Regions from separate parts of the Hordeum vulgare genome. Here region 2 is linked to region 1. A link is a contact called in public Hi-C data. All regions are on one chromosome and are shown on one strand. The core of a region is the stretch at or near the end of the contact, and the rest is flanking DNA. Distances in the headings are between cores, read along the strand shown. Region 1 holds the start of LOC123424927 (30S ribosomal protein S9, mitochondrial). Region 2 holds the start of LOC123425438.

The links. A called contact is a pair of places that touch in the nucleus more often than the background predicts.
Region 2: a Hi-C map of leaf shows a contact between it and region 1, with 2.5 times the contacts expected there. The contact joins the promoter of LOC123425438 here to the promoter of LOC123424927 in region 1. A contact is called at or near these places in 2 of 6 Hi-C or Micro-C datasets (both in leaf) and 1 of 1 datasets of contacts at active chromatin or transcription factors (embryo).

The regions. Positions count from the first base shown.
Region 1 is chr2H:57,662,978-57,667,729 of MorexV3_pseudomolecules_assembly, forward strand. It overlaps LOC123424927 (30S ribosomal protein S9, mitochondrial), which reads left to right and starts at 2,399. Exons shown (of 5, transcript XM_045108612.1): 1 at 2,399-3,176; 2 at 4,010-4,450. The coding sequence starts at 2,468.
Region 2 is chr2H:57,794,336-57,799,087 of MorexV3_pseudomolecules_assembly, forward strand. LOC123425438 reads left to right here and starts at 1,883. Exons shown (of 8, transcript XM_045109141.1): 1 at 1,883-2,430; 2 at 3,492-3,525; 3 at 3,688-3,906; 4 at 4,202-4,291. The coding sequence starts at 1,883.

The DNA.
Region 1 (4,752 bases), core at 1,149-3,648:
TCAAAATAGTAGGTGAATCAAAAGCCGAGCTAGATGATAGTTCATTACCTCCCCTCGTCTTAGAGGGTACGATCTTGGTTCTAGTATATTTTAGATTCTTCATAGTGACAATTGCAATCCTCAAGTGAACATAATAAATAGAGCTATGATGCCCAACAACGGCGCCAAAAAATAGTCTTGATAACCCACAAGTATAGGGGATCGCAACAGTCTTCACGGGTAGTATTGCACCCTAATTATTTGATTCGACATAAGGGGAGCCAAAGAATATTTATTGGTCTTAGCAGTTGAGTTATCAATTCAACCACACTTGGGATATCCTCTGTAACAACAAATTTAATAGCATAACAAAATAGTAGTAGTAACAATAACGGTAACAACAACAGTTCTGTAGTGATTGTAACAATAATAACATCAATAGTAAGTTAGCAAGATTCAGTGTATGAAAAGCATAGGCATGTGGATCGGTGATGGATAATGATTTAGATGACATTCATCATGTAACGATTACACACTAGAGCGACACAGAACTAGCTCCAGTTCATCAATGTAATATAAGCATGTATTCACTATATAGTCATACATGCTTATAATTTAACTTGCTTGACATCATTTGTCCTACCCTCCCGAGGCAATAGGGTTCATAAGGAAACTAAGGGATGTTAAGGCCTCCTTTTAATATAGAACCGGAACAAAGCATTAACACATAGTGAATACATGAACTCCTCAAGCTACGACAATCACCGGAAAGAATCCCAACTATTATCAATACCTTGTTGGTGGCCCAAGCATTAACAGGGTGGTCACGCCCTGTTGGCTTGGCACCAAGAGGTGCCCCCTTTGGTGGGTCTTTGCTCCATTATTTTTTTATTCCAGAAAAAATCCACAAAAAGTTTTGTCCGAGTCCAAGAAATTTTATTTCTGCAAAAAATAACATCATGATAATTATGCTGAAAACAACGTGAGTCCGGATAAGTTTCATTCAAATCATGCAAATTAGAGTCCAAAACGAGAGAAAAATTGCTTGAAAATGTAGATACGTTTGAGATGTATCACATGACAATCCTTGCTTTACTCCGTGATGGACCTACCTATTTACTTTTATGTTCTGACATTACCTTCCTTGAGCACCAATATGTAGAGCATAATTATTATTCCTGGGCGTAATATGCATTTTTTCCACCTAATATTAGGTAATCCATAAGTGTGATGTTTTGTTTTAAACCATGATATTTAGACGTCGCCCAATCTTCTTTGTTGGCTTGCAATTGTGTATTGCTTCATACTAAAGGACACACACGATACGATAACAAGATTCCATCCACCAACAAGGTATAATAAATCATATCAAAGGACAATAAAACATAATATAACTTGTAAAAAAAACTAAAATTACATAAAAAAACCAACCTTCTTCTAGCTCGAAAAATACTCTGAACAAATAGTAAGTGATAGTGACACTTGCAAATGTTCTTGCCATACAAGGTCTTGAAGACCGCAACAACTAGATCTAATAGACGTTAGAAGAACATCGGTTGTGGCATTACACCATGCAGCGTAGACTTGTAATCCTTTGTCGCCAATCTAGAGGTTGTAGAAAACATATCTTGTCATAGAACAAAATAAATGAAGAGGTCAAAGCAACGGTGTCAATAACTATCTAGCCGATTCCTTTGATAGATGCACCAGCTCCGAAGATCCAAAGAGACAACAGATTCAGAATCATCTGCTTAGCAATACCTATCCTCACATGCCCTTTGTTAATGTGGAGTCAAACACCATCGAGGTAGAGAAAGACTGAAGAGACTTTATTCCAACCCGCAATTTTTGGTTCCACCTCATCGATGCCGTTAGGAAAACATCAACTAAAGGAAACCACTACCTATAAGAAGGCCGCCGCTCCTTCGACCGACGACTTGGCCGTTGGATGAAAAACGAGAGGGGAACCGAGATGGTGGCGTGAAAGCACCCGGTGGCAGCATCTGTTGGGGGGAGAGACGGCATCCTATTTAAGGAGATCAAAACTTTTTTTCATTATAAACTTTAGTTTTCTGATATTGTTCATTGTCCTTGGGCCCGTAATAAGGTTGCCGGTGTTTTAACGCTGCATGGGTCAAAGATGAAGCAGGAGCCTCAAACCGTGTGCCCTTACTTTTGTCCGGTCTTTTGTTGACAATGATTCTGCTCGACACGTTGCTTAATGGAATGAAATGTTTCAAGCTTAAACAAAAAAAGTTGGGTGGACTCGGAAGTTGGAAACTTGGAATGCATGCTCAAGCCTTCAAGTGTTTTCCGCTCCGTGGAAAACGAAGCAACCAAGTATACGCTTTCACGTTGGTATTACGTAAGGCCCTGGAGGGCACGTCCGCCCAGAGTAAGCGGATACAAGAAAACTAAAATCAGTTATGCCGCTAAAACCCTAGTGTACCACTCCACGAATGGTCGCCGCCCCCCTCCGCGCACCACCATGCTGCTCCGCCGCCTCCTCCACCCCTCCCACCATCTCCGGCGCGGCCTCCAGACCCTGACCACCACCAACGCCGCCGCCGCGCCCTCGACCGCGCATCCTCTCTCCGCCCCTCTTCCATTTCGCCGCCTCCCCGCCCGCCTCCTCTCGCCGCGTCTCCTCTCCACCTCCGGCGGCGACGACGACACCAGAAGGCCGTGGGCCTTCACGCAAGATTCCGAAGATCCAGACCCTTTCGCCGATGTGGACCCCGCCGCCGCCGTCCCCATCCCCGGCGAAGCGCCGCTAGGGTCGAGCGCCGTCGTCGAGGACCCCTGGTCGAAGGACTTCCGCGCGGAGGACGGCGACAAGGCCGACGTGTTCGAGGAGATCTACAAGGATGCGGCTGCGGCAGCGCCCACGGCGAGGAAGGCGCCCCCGGCCCAGCCGTGGAAGTTGGATTCGGAGGATGAGAAGGACGATCCGTTCGCCGCGAGAAAGGACGCGGCCGCGGCAGCGCCTAGCGCGAGGAAGGCGGCCCCGGCCGAGCCGTGGTCGTGGGATTTGAAGGATGAGACAGACGATCCGTTCGCCGCGGCTGTGGGGGTTGAGGGGATCGCGGATGAGGGGACTCAGATCGAGGAGCTTGTTGATGGGAAGGAGGAAGATGCGGAGCGTCAGCGGCAGGAGAACACGGCGAGGGAGCAGCAGCTGATGGAGACTCTCAAAGGTGATCTAGAAATCAATATTATGTATATGTGCAGTTTGATTTCCCGGTACTCTGGTAACTAAATTGGGGTGCATGTGGTTGTGTTTATTGGTGCCCGATTAGTTAAGTGACTCTGCATATGGCTGTGTTTATGCATGCAGAATTAGTTAAGTAATTGACTGATTGCCGAAGGTTAAGTTATAGGATCATACTCGTAATCATATTAGGTTCCTGCACTTGAACTGAAAACTGCAAATACCATTTTTGTGATATTCGCTTGTCTAGAGCCTGTGGATTCATATATCAGACTGGGAACTTGTCAATGCATGCCACATTTGCATATGGTTTAGGATGTCATTGGTTTCAATGCTTTGTAAGGTTAACTTGGGATCAAGTTTGTATGTAACGTCTGTCCCAGTAGTGCTTGCCTTAGATGAGACCATTCATTCATGTTGTAAACTGCCCAATAAAATAATACGGTATAGAAGTGACCAAATGGATGGTTAGTTTATTTACCACTTCTAATGATCATCAATTCATAGTGTTTTTTCTTTTTTGTGCCTCTGCAAGAGCAATTGGAGTAGATAGTATGACCTTAGCTGCTGTGTGCGTGTGATGATTTTACAATTTTTTATTCTGGTTTGAGTACAACTGTATGTGGGGATCAACTGTGCATCCTGGTATAAGTAACACGGTGATAACTAGGGGTGCAAGTAGCATCCTGCTTGTCCCGTGAAACTTATCAATTAGCTCATAATTAGCCCATCACTGGCCTAAAATTAACACTACATTTGTACAATGGTATTGTCCGCTAGCCCGCCCCGTTTGATAACAAAAAATTTCCCTGGTTGCAGGTCCGGATCGTGCATTTGGGGATCTCATTTCTGCCTCTGGTATTACGGAGGATATGATTGACAGTTTGATCCTCTTGAAGGATGCCAGGGGAATACCGGGATTGCCTCCTCTAAGTGAAATACAAGATAGAGCTATCCAGAAAATGAATGCAACATCAAGCAGGGCTGAAGTAGAACGCCAAATGCAAGAGGAAATTGCTAAGGCACGCGTGAGACAAGTTGATGAGAAAGGAAGGGCTTATGGGACAGGTAGAAGGAAGTGCAGCATTGCCCGTGTTTGGATTCAGCCTGGTGATGGCAAGTTTGTTGTCAATGACAAGCAATTTGATGCTTACTTCCCCATTTTGGACCATCGAGCTGATCTTCTTCGGCCATTTACTGTGACCAAGACGTTGGGGCTTTGGGACGTAGCTTGTACTGTGAAAGGTGGTGGTGTCTCAGGTCAGTTTGAAAACTTCGATGATCTCTCTATAGGCTTGGCATATCCATTGTCATGTCAATATGAAAGTAGTATTTTACAACCATGTTAGAAGTAGATATACTGGGTTTTATATGATTCCATGAGTTTTATGAGTTTTATGGTAGCATATGCATGTAATATTCCATGAGTTTTATGTACTGAAATGGGTCAGATACTTGTGCATGAACTAAGATATTCATAAATTGCATCTTCACATGACACAGCACTATGCTATGACTCTGGCATGCATTCAATAATTTAAAACGATGCATGCCTTTTCAAT
Region 2 (4,752 bases), core at 633-3,132, 130 kb after region 1:
CGCCGGACCGTAAACTTACAGGTGGGGTCTCAGCTGACGGGTGGGGTCTCAACTGACGGATGGGCCACGCGGTGACGTGTCATAGGGGGGTATTCGTGATAAGTATATGCCGCGTAGAGCGGGGACTGCAACTCCAAGTACCAGGACCGTATTGATGACGTATTTCCGTGTATGAGGATCGTATCGAAGCAGTTCTCAACTTTATGGACTGGACTGGACCTCGCCGTCAACTTTCAGGATGACAGATGCAATTATCTCTCTAAAAGGCCGATGTGAACAGCCGTCGAGCACCATTGCCGAAAAAACCGAGAACACAGAGAGCACGCAACACCAACACAGGGATGGGATGGCTGGCCTGTAGCAGCGGCCGCTTCTCCGTAGCATTCGTAAATAGCAACGCTATGCGCTGGCAGGGGTAAAGTAACGGGCAGGGCGGTGACGCTACAAAGTTGCAACACCATGACCACGAGCTTGAGAGAGAAGCACTGAAGAATTGTGGATGGATAACGGGCGTTGACTCATGAAAGGATAGAGATGCGTTGGCCGTTGGGTGAAGCTGCATATTTCTAGAGAAGGGTGGGTGGGTGGGACAAGGAGAGCACAAGACTCTTTGTTTCACATATGATCGGACGGCTGTTCACTAGGCCGATGTATCGGTTGGATCAGCCGATTGAACAGAAGCTTTTTCCTTATTTTATTTCACGGGAGAATTTCTCGGAGGCCGTGCATGCTGCAGGAGGAAGATTTACCTTCGGTGTTTATCCGTACATGCTGCACTAGAAAGATTTGTTATGAATTACTTCATCTATTTCTAAATATTTTTAAAAATATTCACTAAGAATTATATATGGTTGTATATAGACATGATTTTAAATATGGATTCATTTATCTTGCTCCATCATATGTAATTTTTTATCCGTATGTAATTTATCATATTTTTTTAATGATTTATACTTCATCCGTTTGTAAATATAAATTTTTAAAAGATTTTCTTAGTGATTACATATGCATTTATATAGACACTAGCAAAAGGGCCCATGCGTTGCAATGGGAGAAAGAAATACCACACGGCACACGCTCTTAATTTATAAAAAATGTCTATAATTTGAGAATTTATAGTTACGATACAAATAAAGATGGTCTTATCCTAAAAAATGCAGTACATGTCTTCTATTTTAACACGGCTTGCATGTAGATTTAATACGTACAAAGAATCAGTCAAATGACCTTCAGTTTCATCTCTAATCCTGATTTTGTTGACGTGTTCATCCCCACCCCGGATGAGTACCGGTATGAAAGAAAGACGAATAATGACTTATTTATTAAGATTGCACCCTAGATAGTATTTTTATTAAACGTTTAACAAATAAAATAATATCATATTTAAATTCTACATATTTTTCTAATCAAATTTCATGTATAATATGATAAATTTGGAGTTACGGTTTAAAAGATATGAGTATTTTAAAAAATATTTAATATATATTACGAGTTTAATGTTATAAACAGTAATGCCTTTTTTATAAAATCACCTCGGTGGGTTTTTCCGACGAAAGCGATAGCCTCTTTATTATTAGGTAAAGATATGTTAGAGTATAATTTTTTTTTTGTAATAGTCTTCTAGTAAAATGTCTAAAAATATATTGTAAACTGAGAAAGTATATGACAATCTTTTGCCGGTGATATTCAAATTTCTCGCTACCGTTTACCGTAAGCTACTCAATCTGCTCGCTTGCGTGGACCAGCAAAAAAGTATCCACCCGATTCATATTTTCGGCCGCCAAATCGCGTCGACCTTCTAGACGCCCGCGCCGCCGCCGCCCCGTCGGATCCGCCGTGGAGACGGAAGGAAAGAAAGCCGCTGCCGTCGATCGGTTAACGCCGTTCCCACCAGCCACACAACAAGAACAACGCGTGGCCCGGGTCACCACGGCCGCCGCTGCTCCACGTCTCCACCGCTCCACGTCTATTTCAGCCCGCGGCGGTCGTGGTCGTCCCGCGCCCCAACACCAACAACACCAGCAGCATCAAAGTCCCAACTACCACCCGGAGCCGCGCGCGAGGCCGCGTTAACTCCGCCGCCTCCTCCTCCAGGGCGGCTCAGCTAGGGTTCTCTTCTCCGCCGGCCTCGCGGGGGGACGGGGGCGCGATGCCGACGCCGGCGGACGGCGCGGAGTACTGGTTGCGGTGGCAGGTGTTCGTGTGCGGCGCGCTCATCGCCGTGCCAACGGCGCTGGCGGCGGCGCTGCTGCCGCGGCTGCGGAGGACGGCGGCGCCGCTCCGCGCCACCGACCTCTGGCTCCCCTGCTGGCCCCGGCTCCACCCGGGCTGGCTCCTCGGCTACCGCGCCTTCGCGCTGGCCGCCGCCGCCGCGCTCCTCGTCCGCGACATCATCCCCCACGGCCCCAGGGTCTTCTTCTTCTACACCCAGTACGCACCCTCCTCCTCTTGATCCTCTCTTAAGCTTAATTAGTGCCACCAATAATCTAGACAATCACAGTACATATCGTTTATACTCCCGTGCATTTAGCCGCATTATGCAGTGCGATTACTAGCATTTGGCAGCGGCAATTGCTCGGCAGAGTGTGTATCCAGTATTCCCCTGCACGGAGGATTCCCGGACAGTGGCGGAGCTTGGAATAAAGCTTAAAAGGGGGGCAGCAAATTAGGCTGTAATTTTGGTGCTCGATCATCAAAAGGGCTTCACACTGTGCTATTTAGTCAACGAAATTACAAGCTTGAAGGGTGGGGGTAAGGCCAGCTTTGTCATTACTACGCTTCAGCCCTCCTCCCAGTGTTCCCAAGCCGAGAAACCTCGCCTTAAGAATCGCTAAAAACTGACCCCTGTTTCATCATATTCTAAATAGGGGTCGTTCTGTGAAGCATGGTACATATCAAGAAGAGTGACTTTGGACTTCTGTAGTTTATACTCCTCCTGCTTTTTTTCATGAACAAATGGAAGGGTTGAACATCATTGCATTGATAGCAAGAGAATAGGTCACAAGCACACCAAGATTGAACCCCCACCCGAGGCACTGTGATCGTGGAATGCTACATCACTGCGTGCAGCAGGAGCAACCCGGCCCAGTCAGCCTTTCGCTATACCTCATCTTTTGTTTCAAATTGTGGATACGAGGAATGTGGCCCCGACCAGCCGCCCTTGAAGACACGACCATTTTGGTGTGTCAAAGTTCACCACACTGCCATCGTGATTAGGGAAGCCATGTCATTTGCAGAACTGGAGCATCACACATGTTCATAGTTCGCCACTGGGCGAAGTTGCCTTCAGCGTCCGTATGTTTGCCCTGCTTTTGTAGAGCTAAAGTATGCACGCTGCCCCCGCAAAAACGTTTGGTCTGTAGTAGAATGTTTTCCATCTTCCGTTAGTGGCTCAGAATTTCAGAAGCACCCCCTTTTTAATTACTTGTCGTGCTGTTCCCTTTTTCCTAACTGTCCTTTGACTAATTTTCTTTCCCCGATTGGCTTTGCAGGTGGACCTTTTTATTAGTCACCATATATTTTGCGGTATGTCCTCAGACTCATGATGTCTTACCAAGTTGCTACTACCTTGTGAAAAGTTTTACAAGCAATCATGCACAATTATGTTCACCTTGTGAAAAGTTTTACCAGGTGGACCTTTTTAGTTTTTTTACCACATTTTCAACATTTTTTGCATTTTACACTTAGGTTGCGACTGCTATATCAGCCCATGGATGTTGGTCATACTCAAAGAGAAGCTTGAGAAAAGCTGATGAATATGGTGATGTTGAAAATCGTGACCTCTCAGCTTCTATTTCTGGAGGTAGGAAAAATGGTGAGATGGACAAGATGGCAAGCTATTATGAACAAATAGCAAATGAGAAAGGAGCTGCTTTCTGGGGACGTTGTATGCAAATCATCTACCAGGTTTGAACTAATTATCCTTTTCAGATTGTATTAATGCGGTGTTTTCTCAACAGTTATGTAAATCCAACTGCTATTGGTTGGAAGGACTATGCAGTACCACCATCGTAGCGTAATGTCTATGATTTAGCAGCTGACTCTAATTAGTAGTGTGTCTTCTCCTACCTATTTTTCTTTGTTTTTCTTTTAGGCTTTTAGCTTTACATTTTTCCTACTTGCTCTTCCTGAAACCTATTCATCCGCACCTTCTGAACTGGCCTATGTTGTTTGTCTAATACTAGTATTTATCTGTCTGCAGGCTAGTGCAGGAGCAACAATGTTGACTGATGTCACATTTTGGGGACTCCTTGTGCCATTCTTTTACCGTGATAAGTTTGGGCTTGCCATGGTATGTGAACATTCCAGATATGTACTACTACTGTTTCTAAATGTAAGACGTTTTGGCTGGGTGTATTATTTATTACCCTGCTTGGTATGTTAACAGTAACAATCCTCCATTGTCAATAATGTAACTACTTGGCATGACTCTTAGTTTTATTATCTGTTGGTTATTTTCAATTGTATATCAGTTAACTACACTCAGTGATAAGAACTACAGTACTTATTCTTAAGTAAAATAGCCTGTGTGACTTTGCTCAACATAGATTATGTCCATCTGATTAGTAATAATCAGTCCTGGGCATGTGTAGCTAGCCAAACAGACCTGTTTCTGTCTTGATCGACATCTATGTTCTTAGATCTGATTTACCATTGTACTCTTGCCTTCTCTTATTTATGTCAGCGTCTAGTCTTGGATACAAGAGATGAATTCAAAATTGAAATATGCCCACATAGATCATTCACGAATGG